3 separate regions of the Mus musculus genome follow, and all the other regions are linked to region 1. A link is a contact called in public Hi-C and promoter capture Hi-C data. All regions are on one chromosome and are shown on one strand. The core of a region is the stretch at or near the end of the contact, and the rest is flanking DNA. Distances in the headings are between cores, read along the strand shown.

Region 1 (4,198 bases), core at 516-3,015:
GAATAGTAATTACTCATTGGATTATGTGACATAATATAATATATAAATAATCCAACTAATTTATGATCTTCATTTTTTTCAACATACTAACATAAATTCTCTTAGTGACGATATATGCATTACATATTCCCTACAATTATACATAAACTGAACAAGCCAAAAAGGTTTCCACTTAAAAACTGTTCAGGTCATCTTTATTTTTAGCATCAACTCTCCAGTGCCAATTTGACCTTTAAAATATTTAACTCTTGCAAGCTTGGCTATGCAAGACTGCCCACACAGTTAGATGCACTTGAAATAAATACATTTTTATGATCTACTACAATATACTAAAACTCAGAATCCTCGCCACCCAACATTAGATAGTTCTGATACTATCTAATGCATTCAACTGCTTCCCTGTGCAGGAGGCAGACTACTTCCAAAGAGGGAAAAACTTAAGAAATTTCCTGGAACCACCTTGTTTTCTGGTTCCAGACATGGCTCAGTCTACCCGGACCTCCTGATTTCTTTCCTCTGGGGTCTAGAGTCTGAATCATAAAACTCACAGAAACACCCGTTTCTTTCCCTTTTAATCTATAGCCTGTACACCAAACCTAAGTTAGGACTTGAGCTAAAGTGCACGTGGAAGTCCAGTGTTAGGAAAAACGATTTACAAAAGTACCTAGCAAATTCATAATCACTTAAAATCAAAGACTCGGAAAAAGAAAAAAGGCAAGAAACGCTTAAAAATGTTTGATGAAAGCAATAAAAAATTACTAAAGTATTACACGTAAAGTAACATCAAAGTAAGCAACGTCTACCACTGACAAAACAATTGTAAATTGCATACCTAATTTACATACACCCAAGTATGTAAAACCCACAAGGAAGATTAATTGCTCCACATTGTACTTTCCCAGTAGCACATGTTAATACAGTCCCCAGGTGTTCTCCGGACAAAAATAAAATGGTTAACAAAATGATTCCTGAAGTTTAACAAGGCAGTGATGAGTTAGAAAGCACAATACCAGAACAATACTAGAACGCTGGCTGTCAACACGAGGCGGAAACAAGGTGAAGCATGCCTATGGACCACTGCATTGTTTGCAGACCTGAAATGCCCTGCCAAGGCCCACGCGCGAGACTCGGGTAGCCGCCCCTCCGCGGTCGCTGTAGGAGCCGCAACTCCCGTGCGCCGGAGCTGCGGGAGCAGCAGCTGCCCTTCCGCGCGGGCAGTGCCTGCACGCAGGGCGACCGCTCCGCGAGCCCGCGCGCGCCTCGGGCCGCTAGAGGACCTCGCGTGGGCCCCGGCCCGGCCACCCGCCGCCCCCACACGCCCTCTGGGGACCGCGCGACCCCAAGCCAGAGGAGCGCAGGGGCGCGCGCGCCCACACCGCGCCGAGCTCCGGCCCGCAGCCGCCGCGCCCCGGCGAAGGGAGGGGGCCGCGGCCGAGCGGGGCCCGCAGGTGCCCGTGGCAGGGGGCGCCACGGCGACCACGAAGCCCGCGCCCCCATCCCGCCCGCCGCTCCGCCGCCCGGTCCGCACAGCCCTGGGATCCTGTCAGAGTGCGGCGACCTCCACATGGCCCGCCGAGCATGGAGCTGTGGCGCCTACCGTAGCCGCCGGCGCCGCGCCGCTGGGAAGCGGCTAGGAGACGCGCAGAGTCGCGAAGGCTAGTGCCGCCGCTGGAGCCCAAAGAGCTACAGCCCCGCCGCCGGCGGCGCGCTGCCTCCACCCTCGCGCCGCTCGCGCCGCCCGCACCGCGCTCCGCCTCCCGGGACGCCCCGCCTCCTCCGCGGCTCCTCGCATGACCACGGAGTCTGCGCCGCAGCCCGCAGGTTACGGGACCGGGCGAGAGGGGTGGGAGGGTCCCGGCGAGCGAGGGCGGGCCCGACGGCGGGCGTGATCGGAAAACTGACTTTTCTACCAACCTATAGGACTAAGGGGCGGGCCCAGGGGGCGCGGTCATTGCCTCCCTTTTTTATCGCTCTAAAACGGAGGGCAGTCAGTTACTGGCGGCCAAATGAACCAATAAACAAGAAAAACGGGCCCGTGAGCGCCGAACGCCGTTCGCTCTGCTCTCCGGGATAGGCCAAGGGCGGCGGGAACAGCCCCGGATGTGGGCGGAACCTTGAGGTGCGGAGGGCCTCAGCTGCGGCTGTTTGGAGAGGCGGAACTATGTCTTCTCCTTAATTATCATGTGAGGGCCTAAGAATTTAATGGGGGGAAAAGTGTGGAAGAGGATTAGGATCCAAACTGGCGGATTTCCCGACCTTCGCTGCCCTCTCGGCTCTCCGGCCAGCCGCTCTACCAGGTGAGTCGGGAGCTCGGCCCTTGTCCTGTCCGTGCTGCCTCCGGGTGACCTCACCCCTTCATGCTGCGTGCGGGCGCGTTTGCACGACGGCTATGGGATGCGTCTTGCAAAAAACGCATTAAATTCCAGCATGAGTTTGGGAGAGTCCAGATATTCCCGCGAAACCACCATGGGCATTTCCAAACCAAAGACCAGGATAGTTTAGCAGGATCCTCACGTTCCAGGGCAGATGAGCCCTAAAGTCAACCAAGTTGTAAGCAGCGAGGCCACTTATTTTGAGAAGGAAATTGTGAGCTGGTTAAACAGAGCTGTCTTCGGGTAAGGAGAGTTCATTTATAAGTATTAAGAGTAGCGGGAGAAGGGAAATGGAATGGTATGGGAAGGACCTTGGATGAGTCTACTACGCACAACTAATTACTAGATGCAGGTGTGTATTTCCATGTGTGGGGAAAGAAACTCTGAAGGTTTCAACAATGGATCCGGAATCATACGGGCAAAAAAAAACAAAAACAAAAAAACACCTTCTGTGTACAGATATAACCACCTTAAGTGAGAAATATCTATTGAGCAAATCTTAGCCTTGGACCAACACATAGAGAGAAAATGGTGGTAAAAACCAAATAAATTCTATTAAAACAGTATGTCTTTGTAAAATTGGAACCTTGTATTACCACTGTAGTTCAGCGTATGTAATCCTTAAACGTCAGTTAAATGTCAGGAAGGTCATCTCCATTGTTGAGAATACTTTTCTACAACCGAGTTTTGTTTCCACCCACAATTATAAACTTGTAACCGCAATAAGCTTAGGCCCTGGCCTCCTTTCACCTCTTGTCCTAAAATGCCTATAGTCATTGCACTCGACTTGGCACTTGTTCCTGAAGGGGGTGGGGATGGGGGAGAAAAAAGTTTGTATTATCCTGTACCATATAGAAAAGTTGTGTTTAAGGATATTAATAATCACAAAACTTTGTTAAAGGTTCTTTAAATTGACCAAATCAGAGGTTAGGACTGAGCAAACATAATTCACAGGATTAAAAACACACAGTTAATTAAGCAGTCTGCCCACATCTCCACCTCTGCTTCCAAACTTAATCTCATTCCATTATATTCTATTTTTTGTAAAAGACTGGTACAGAAAATTGCCTTCCGTGACTTAACCTAATGTGAGCAGTTCCTTATACCCCTGTGCCTTTAAGTCCTAGCAGAGTCAAGTCAGGTAGCTCTTTAGATAGAGTTCAAGGCCAGGCTGGTCTATGTAAGCAAAGTTCTAGGCTGGCCAGGCTATGTAGGCAGAGCTCTGTCTGCCAAATCCCTGCAGTCCAAAGCATTTGCAAACTAAACAAACTGCTAATAGTTGAGAGTGAGAAGGTGCTAGGACATCAGCATCCAACTGCTAAAGTTCAACAGGTGTGTGTTTACCAAGATTAGCATCCTCGAGATGTGCAGACTTTAGCAATAGATTGACCACAGCTCTTCTTGTCTGTCCCTGCTTCTCCTGCATCACTCTCACCTTTTGTTTACCTCTCCCCCTGGTGACCTTTCCCTTCTCTCCTGTGTGCCTGTCTTCACTCTGTCTTTTGCCAGTGGCTTTGTCATGGAGATTACTTTCCTACTTAGTTGTTCTTGGGATGGTAAGAGCAGGTAAATGCTGCACTTGCCACCCAGGCCCATGGCCTGAGCTCAGTCCCCAGGACCTGGGTGGTGGAAGGAGAGAAGGAAATTTTCCTACTTGTGCCTCTCACACTCTCATGACCACGTGATCAGAGGAATAAAATGTTACTCAGCTTTTGCCATTTCCTTGCCCTCTGTTGAGTAAGCTGCCTTACTCCACTGCATGTAGTTTGCCTTCTGATTCCCATTGTATCTGCCCTTCCACTTAAAGGTCGCAAGGCTTCGATTAA
Region 2 (4,198 bases), core at 481-2,980, 4.6 Mb after region 1:
ACCACCCGGCCGCGGCGTTTGACAGCTCCGTCCCTGGCGCCCACAGCTTTGTGGCTCCGAGAGGCCGGGCCGGCAGCAAGCTGGGCGTGCTCGGCGGGGCGTGTGCGGACGCCGGGCTAGGCCCTGGGGAAGCCGCCGGGCGGTTCTCCCAGAAGCGAGGCCGAACTCCAAAGTAAAGTGCGCGGCGCGGCCGGCGGGACCTGCGCGGGCGCCGCCGAACCGGGCCGCGCCTGGGCCGCCCCGCCCCCACCGGGCCGGGGGCCTGACAGCTCCGGGCCGCGCCGCCGCTGGCCGCCCGCCTGGCTCCCTCGCGCTCAACTTACTTCTTTCTGGCTCTCTGGAAAGGGGAAGCGCCATCTTTGCGAGGCCGGCCCCGAGGTCTTTTGTCTGCGGCTGCGGGGCTCGGGGCCGGGGCTCCGGGCTCCTCGGGGGGTGCTGGCGGCGGCTGCTGCTGCTCCGCGCTCCGGTCCTCCTCCGACGACATCCTAGTCACCAGGAAAGACACATGGATCCCCGTCCTCCTCCTGGGGGGCTCCTCCCGCCGCAGCGGCCGCAGCCGCCGCCGCTGCTGCTGCTCGAGTTGCTCCTCCCCGGCTCAGCCTCTCGCATTTCCCGCAGCCCCGGGAGCAGCAGCAGCAGCAGCAGGTACCGGGAGAGGCGGCAACATGGAGCTAGCAGGACACGCACTCACACACATCGGCGCGGGCGCGCGCACTCGGCGCGCAGGGGCCGGCGGGGGGCGGCGGGCAAGCGGGCGGGGCGGGCGGGGCCGGCCGCGCGGGGCGGGGCGCCGCGGCCAAGGCTGGGGCCGGCGGGGCCGGGCCGGAGGGCGGCGCCGAGCGGGGCGGGGCGGGGCGCGACGCGAGGGGCGCGGGCCGGGGGCGGCCGCAGGGGTCTCCGCCCGGCCCCTCCCCCAGGCCGCCCGCGGCGGGAGGAGAAAGGGCCGCGGAGGGGGGCGGCGGGCCGGGCCGGGCCGGGGCGGGGCCAGCCACCCCTCCCCCGCGCCGTCAGCCCGTCAGGCCCACGCCGCGGCGAAGTTTTGACAGCTGCTCCAGTTGTTGTGGTGGGTTCCGGGGTGGTGCGAGCGCCGGCCCCTCGGTCGCGCGCTGGCGATCGCTCCCTCACACACTGCTCGCTCACGGCGTTCCCTGTGGCTAGCTCCCTCACGCTCGGTTCAACGCACGGCTAGCTCTCGCTCTTCCCTATCGTTTGCCCGCTCTCCGGCCGGCGCTTTGCTGCCTCACGCTCAGGATCGCTCCCTCACGCTAGCTTTCGGCCCCATCAAGCTTGGCTCCCTCACGCTGGGATCCCTCTCGCTCGCTCGCGAACGCTCCCCCACGCCCGCTCTCTCTCTGGGGGCAGCAAAGGAGGAAGTTTTGCGGCTGTGCGTTCACCACACAAACAACACACGCACACGGCAGTGGCCGTCGCGCGAGGCCTGCACCCGGGTCCCCCGGGGCGACCCGCACCACAGACCTCTCAAACTCGCCGCCGGCTCGCCCACACACAGGCGCCTCCCGCCCCCGCCCCCAGCGCGCTGCTGCCACTCACGGGGCTGAGTCCGCGCATGCGCCCCGCGCTACCCGGCCGCCGCCGCTGACCTCACCGCCCCTCCCCCGCCCGCTCTGACGCGGCGGTGGCTGCAACTCGGGCTCTGGCGGGCGCTAAGCTGCGGACCGGGCATCCGGGATCAGGGTCCAGCCCGGCCGGAGGAGGGGGGAGGGATCGATGTAAACACTCCGGAGCGTGCACCCGCGTGCGGTGCGCGCACGTGCGTCCGCGACCCCCTGCGGGCGTGGGCCGCTCCAGGCCTGGCGGAGTCCCACGTAGGCTTCCCTAGTGCGGCGCAACCGTGGCAGGACAACGTTAGATCCTAACTCCAGCTGTAGTTTCTCCGTCCGACGTCATGTTTTAAACACCGTGAGACCGGAGGCTGCCGTACAAAAAACCAAGCGGACAGGTTGAGTGGGAAAAAAATGTCTCTACACCGAGAGAAATGCATCAGCGTGAACGTTGTGTGTGCTCAAGATTTAAAAATGGAAATACTGCTAAGCTGTTTCCCATTAAAAAAAAAAAAACGATTCGTTAAAAATGGGGCCAGAATTGCCCAGGACGCCGCGTTTCGTTTGCACTATGGATTGCCTTGTAGGAGTGAGAAATAGTAGAGATGGGAAAACGGATCTGTGGAGCGGCGTGGAAGGCTTAGAGTAGCCTGTCAGGCGCTGAGCTGCTCGGAGCCTGGAATCCGAGCGCACTTTGCGATCAGTTCTTTCCATTCTCAACAGTTTCAATGCTGGGCAAAAAGAATACACTTGTTTCTAGAGGTCCTGTTCACCTTCCTGCCACCCAATAGCCAGGCTATTAACATTGAACTGGGCTTCGCATCTGGATCAAACTTTGATCGTCTAGTGCATATTATAGCTGTAATCATTTGTTTGTTTGTTTATTTGCAGTGGCTAAAGTTGAATCGTTGAATCATTTGAATTGATTGCAAGTTTAATCCCTTGCAGGCCTTTTCAGCTTTATTATATGTACAGTCAAAGGAAGCTTGGAGCAGGGAAGAAAGCTGCCATATGAAAGGTAAGCTACAAATTAAAAGGAGAGAGGAAATTGGGGTTTCTAGACAAATTAAATTACTTGTCGTTGTGGTATATTGAACCCAGAACTGCACACACAGCTAAGCTAACACTCCACCACTGAGTTTTATCCCTAGACGGAATCGTTTTTAAAGATTTTTTTTAAGAAATGTTTTTTGTTTGTATTCGTGTCCGCATGAGTTTATGTACACCATGTACGTGGAGATACCTGAGAAGGCCAGAAGGTGTTCAGTCCCCTAGATTGAGGTTACAGGCAATTGTGAGCTGCCATGTGGGCACTGGAAATCAACTCCAGTTTCCTGCAAGAACAGTGCTCTGAATCGCTAAGCCAGCTCTCCAGCCCCTGGACCTGGCTTTTAAATATAAACTTTTAAAATAAAGCCTTTTTCTTTTGATACTAGAATAAGAAAAGTATTCATCTAAAAAAATTAAACGTTATATTATTGTTGCTATGGTTAAAATAGAGGAATGGGCATGGAACCAGGTATAGTGGCCCATACCTTTAATACCAGGACTAGAAAGACAGGCAGATGGATCTCTATGAGTTTGGGGACAGCATGGTCTGCATAAGACAACCCAACCAAGACTACATAGTGAGACCCTGTCTTTCAAAAAAAAAAAAAATTAGGGCTATACATAATGAAACTTATGATACTTGGCTTCAGGTGTGTAGTTATTCATGTAATTCATAAATTAAGAGATGATAGAACTTAATAAAAAATTGTAAAATATAGCTCAAAATCAAATGGGCTTGATGATACAACCCTATAACCCAGTACTTGGGAGGAGGAAGCAGGAGGATGAGTAGTAGTTCAAAGACATTTCTCACTCTGTAGTGGAATGGAAGCCAGCCTAGGAAATGCATAGCACCCTATCTCAAAAATAATAATACAAAGACTGAAGAGATGGCTCAGCCCTTAAGATCCTGTACTGCTGGTGCAGAGGACCTGGGTTCCATTCCTAGAATCCAGATAAGGCAGTTCACAGTTACCTATGACACCAGTTCTGAAGGAATCTTTCTGCTGCTGTTGCACCTGTATTCATGTGCATAGACAGACACATACACATACAAACAAATCCTAGAAAGGTAAGAGGTAGGGGTGGGTGGCTAGTAAGCTCAGTGGCTAAGAGCATTGGCTGCTCTTCCAGAAGACCCAGGTTCAGTCTTGCCCATGGAGGCTCACTACTCTGTAACTTCAGTTCCACGGGATATGACACCATCTTCTCACCTCCGTGGACAGCAGACATGCACATGGTGCACAGACAAACATACCATAAATATACATTGTTTATTAAAGAGATTTAAAAATACAAGATTCAGCCGGGCAGTGGTGCACATACCTTTAATCCCAGCACTTGGGACACTGAGGCAGGTGGACCTCTGTGAGTTTGAGGTCAGCCCGGTTGGCAAAGCAAGTTTCTGGACAGCCAAGATTACAAACAAAAGAAAAAGAAAAAGCATAAACCACCAAAATATGGATGCTTTGCACAATTGAACTTAGTTCGTATTTTTGAAAACATGAAATATTCTACATTGTTTTTGGTATGTCATTTCTATTTTTGCATGTGTTGTATTAAATATAAACATTTTAGGGGAAAAG
Region 3 (4,198 bases), core at 1,003-3,502, 3.0 Mb before region 1:
ATAGACCTAGGAGAACCTTGGATATGATCATTTGCTAGAGCAGCCATGTTGCTAGATTAAAATTCCTCTATAGGAAGATGTTCAGCTATTTGGTAGTAGTTGACCATGCTGAAACAAAAGACCTAGGAAAATTGTTATAAAATTATGTGTAGAAATAGAACTCTCTGGTTAAATAGCACATATGATTCAGTGTTAAATATAAGCTCAGAGAAGGGCTAAAAGGCAGAAGATGGTAAGGATTCAGTTGTGTTTTTTTGTAAATTATTTTGTTATTCTATTTTCTCCAAGATTGATATAGATTAAGAAAGATTACAAGTGTACACAAGAAGAAGTTAAAATGTGCAAATAATGAGTTTCATGTATTATGTAATATTATTTTAAGCAACTGCAATGTAGTAATAACTAATGTTTTGTTGCCCAATACCATAATTTGGAAAAGTGCAGTAATTGTAGTTATATAAAAACTGCATAAATATTTTCAAATTTTAATAAAATCTGATTGTATACATTGCACGTGTAATATTAAATTTTTGTTCAGTGGTGAAATAACTACTCTATCAGACCATGCAATTGAATATTTTAGAAAGTTAACTATAAAACTGTGAATTAAATCACAAAATAGTAACAAAATTGGTTCCTTCAGGAAATGAAAAGCAAAGTAGGCAAAAATATTAAAATTATTCAAATTTAGAGAAATATAACCATAATTTTTATTAATGGTAAGAGGAGCAACTGTGACTTTCAAAATTAATTCCAAACTTTTCAGTACACTCTGTACAAATACCCCACCCATTGTTAACTTTAATATTTTCTCCAGGCCAGCCTGTTATCTGTTAATCTAAATTTGGTTTATTGTTCTGGTTCAATAATGATTTTAGTGGAAAGGGTTTTCTACATTGTTCATTTATATACTCTAAAAGACTCTTGGAAAATCAACTAGTAAAATTTCTTGAGGATTTTATTTTTACTTATTTACAAAGTAGTATGTACAGCAAGGATCTCTTAGACTTTCAAAAGACATTGCCAACTTAAAATTATTTATGAAAGGACTGGAAAGTCTTGGATCCTTACATCTTTAGAAACATTTCAAATTTATTATTAAAAATTATGCCATTTATAGTTACTTAGTTAATAACAATAATAGTTAATAATTAGGTAGTTAATTTTTTTCTAAAATGTGTTATCTATTCTTTAAACCCAAAATTATGATTTAGGGAAATAACTTACTAGTATTTGAAATGATTTTTTTAATTTTCAAAGGCATTAATTTTCTTTCATTTTTACATTTAAGTAGTATACTGATACACATTAATTAAATTTAAAGTAATTATTTGAAATTACCCACTCCTTTTGGGAAGTAAAATATTTTTGTTCATTAGAGAAAAGTGCTCAGTAAATGTATATGTAATTCCTGCCTTACTCCTAACTGTGGAGAAAATAATCAAGTTCACCACAAATTGTCCACTGAAACTTCAACAAGCTAATGACACTGAACAACAGCAAATAGTTAACAAATTGCATTCAAGACAGAGTGCTCTATAAGATTTACAAGTTGTTTATATACTAATCTCACTGTATCAACACTCTTGAAAAATGTTCTTATATTTTAAAGTAAAAATCATGTTTAAATAGAGAAGTTTTGAATAAAACCCAAATTGGCCTATAAATCATTTTAAATATTGACAAAGGAGTGTTGAAAATATACATGATATCAAAAATCATAAACTAAAATATCACTTGTCACTGAACAATATTTTAATACTATCCAGCAAAAATATAGGTAGATCTGTAAATAACATATAAGCATTCAATAAAGCCTAAAGACTGTAAGAAAACAATGGATTTATTTATTCTTCATTTGACATTTTTCATAGTAAGTGTTTTAAAATGCTATTATCTCCTCTCAGTGTAAAGGCAGACAAATTTTTCTTTCTTTCTTTTTTTAATGTAAAGGGAAAATCCCATATAACTTACCTTTGAAAGGCTAGGAAACCATCCACCAGTTGCTCCACACATTTCAGAAGGCAGCTGTGAAGAAGAAAAAGTCCTCAGTAGAAAACCCCTACCCTGAATTCCTCACTACTTATGTGTGTGAGAGTTGAAACGAGCTTTAAAAAATTCAATGTCAGATGCTAATTTGTGGTTGGTTGCCAAGGGAATTGAAAAAAAGAAGAGAAAGAAAAAAGTCACACTTCACTGCTAGTTAAGCTCACAAGGGTCTATTTCTGGTGAAGACCCATCACCTACATTTGAAATACTCAGCAGTCTTTTTTTTTTTTTTTTGGCCATGTTCCCATCCAAGTAAGTCAGAGGCCAGAGAACCAACGGAACTGATTTGAGCCGCCCCTGATTTGAGCCGCCCCTTCTATACTTTGTTTTCCATTGTAATTGTTATTCCAGATGCTGGAGTGTAGCAGCAAGGGGGAAGTAAATTAGGGAACTGATTGGTCTGTCCCAACAAAGCCTGAAAATCTCAGGTCATAAAGTGCAGAGAAGAGTGTTTTTCTATACTACCTAGCATGAACCTGAAGACTTTCAGATTCATAATTTGGAAAACAATTGGAAACTCTTGTCAATCAACAGGGATGACAAACAAATTTTACAAAAGGAAATGGCCCATTGTTCTAGATGGAAGTTCTTAACTATTTGTCATTTTTTGTTGTTAATTTAGCTGAAATTTCAAGAGGATGGTGATATGCTTATAAAAAAAATAGCCTAAATATATTCATCCAAAATAGAAAGCACAAGTACCAAACAACTCTAATACTACTGAGCATAGCATGTCATCAACCTCAGCCATTCTAGATCTACAATGGGAAGAATATTCTCACAAAAAATCCACTAGCAGACAGGCAAAACCCTCATAAGGTTATCACGGCCAAAAGCTGGCAAGCTCACTAGAAAATCGTCTCCAGGTCGCTCCTGAAATGAAGCAACTAAGAGTCACGGGCAAGAATATATTTAGCTCATAAGCTCAGGGATAAGCCATTCCTTGGTCTTACATTGTGCCTGCCATTGGTGTGTGACCCTGGCAGATCTCCCTCTCACTTACAGGGGTGAAAAATGACTGGAGAACATCTGAAACTCCTTCTTAGCCTCATGAGGTTTCCCAGGGGATAACACCAATATATTTATTTAACTACTACCAAAAGGTCATTAACATACTTCAGGGTTATAGGGGTTTTGACTTTGATTTCAGTGGGAAAAGTGATGACACCATCTTGTAAACCCTCAATATAAGTTACTTATGCGTTTCATATTGAACGAGTTACTTATAGGAAAGGAAACCTTAAAACTGTGAAAAATGTATCTACATTGCATGATATGACAAGGAAAGAAAAAGAATACCTTAAGAAATATTTTAACCAGGATTGTGAATTTTCTACAAATGTATTATGGACTTCAATCTTTTTGATATAAATACTTTTTTTCCCTCAGATTTAATTCTCATGCATATAAATACCAACACAGCCATCTAGAGCTAGGTTTCCAACACAAGTACAGATAAAGTTAAGTCATAAAGAGAATATTTAACAACATTGGGAAGATCAATACAAATTTAGGAAGATAGGGGCACTAACAGAAAACGATATTTCCTGCAAATAGATGTGCACATGAACATTGCATTCACTTGACTGATTATTAGTCACACTAATGTCATATGTATCTTCTGACTTTCTCTGGAGAGTAAAATGTTACATCTTCCACTGTACATGCCAAAACACCAAATTTACATTCACTAAGACCACTGGTAGATGTTGTCCAACCTCATAGCCAACAGCTCTTGCTATTCAAGATGCAAAAGGCACACCATGGAATTGAATCCACAACATGAATTTTTTGTAATCTTTTTTTATTATTATTTGATATTTTCTTCATTTACATTTCAAATGCTATCCCCTTTCCTAGTTTCCTCCCCAAAAATCCCCTATACCCTTCCCCTCCTCCTGCTCACCCACCCAACCACTCTCACTTCCTGGCCCTGACATTTCCCTATACTGGGGCATAGATTCTTTGCAAGACCAAGGGCCTCTCATCCCATCAATGGCTGACTAGGCCATCCTCTGCTACATATGCAGCTAAATAACAACTTGAGCACTAAGGCAGTGTATGCTATGATCATTTAAGAGTAAAGAGTTGGGTTGCTTTTTATGTATGTGTATATAGAGAGAAGGTATATACATATATGTGTAATCAT

Evidence for each region. Promoter capture Hi-C pulls out the DNA fragments that hold promoters and counts their contacts. A called contact is a pair of places that touch in the nucleus more often than the background predicts.
Region 2: a contact with region 1 is called in a Hi-C map of CD8 T cells, with 13 times the contacts expected there. The contact joins the promoter of 4831440E17Rik here to the promoter of Phtf2 in region 1. A contact is called at or near these places in 1 of 39 promoter capture datasets (cranial neural crest) and 1 of 484 Hi-C or Micro-C datasets (CD8 T cells).
Region 3: a contact with region 1 is called in a promoter capture Hi-C map of pre-B cells, with 3 times the contacts expected there. The contact joins the promoter of Cd36 here to the promoter of Phtf2 in region 1. A contact is called at or near these places in 1 of 39 promoter capture datasets (pre-B cells) and 1 of 484 Hi-C or Micro-C datasets (B cells).

Annotation. Positions count from the first base shown.
Region 1 is chr5:20,880,359-20,884,556 of GRCm38.p6, forward strand. It overlaps Phtf2 (putative homeodomain transcription factor 2), which reads right to left and starts at 1,766. Exons shown (of 18, transcript NM_172992.3): 1 at 1,598-1,766. It overlaps Tmem60 (transmembrane protein 60), which reads left to right and starts at 2,095. Exons shown (of 2, transcript NM_177601.3): 1 at 2,095-2,297.
Region 2 is chr5:25,498,067-25,502,264 of GRCm38.p6, forward strand. 4831440E17Rik (RIKEN cDNA 4831440E17 gene) reads left to right here and starts at 1,731. Exons shown (of 1, transcript NR_030700.1): 1 at 1,731-4,198. Kmt2c (lysine (K)-specific methyltransferase 2C) reads right to left here and starts at 717. Exons shown (of 59, transcript NM_001081383.2): 1 at 324-717. The coding sequence starts at 484.
Region 3 is chr5:17,833,644-17,837,841 of GRCm38.p6, forward strand. It overlaps Cd36 (CD36 molecule), which reads right to left and starts at 2,253. Exons shown (of 15, transcript NM_007643.4): 1 at 1,975-2,253.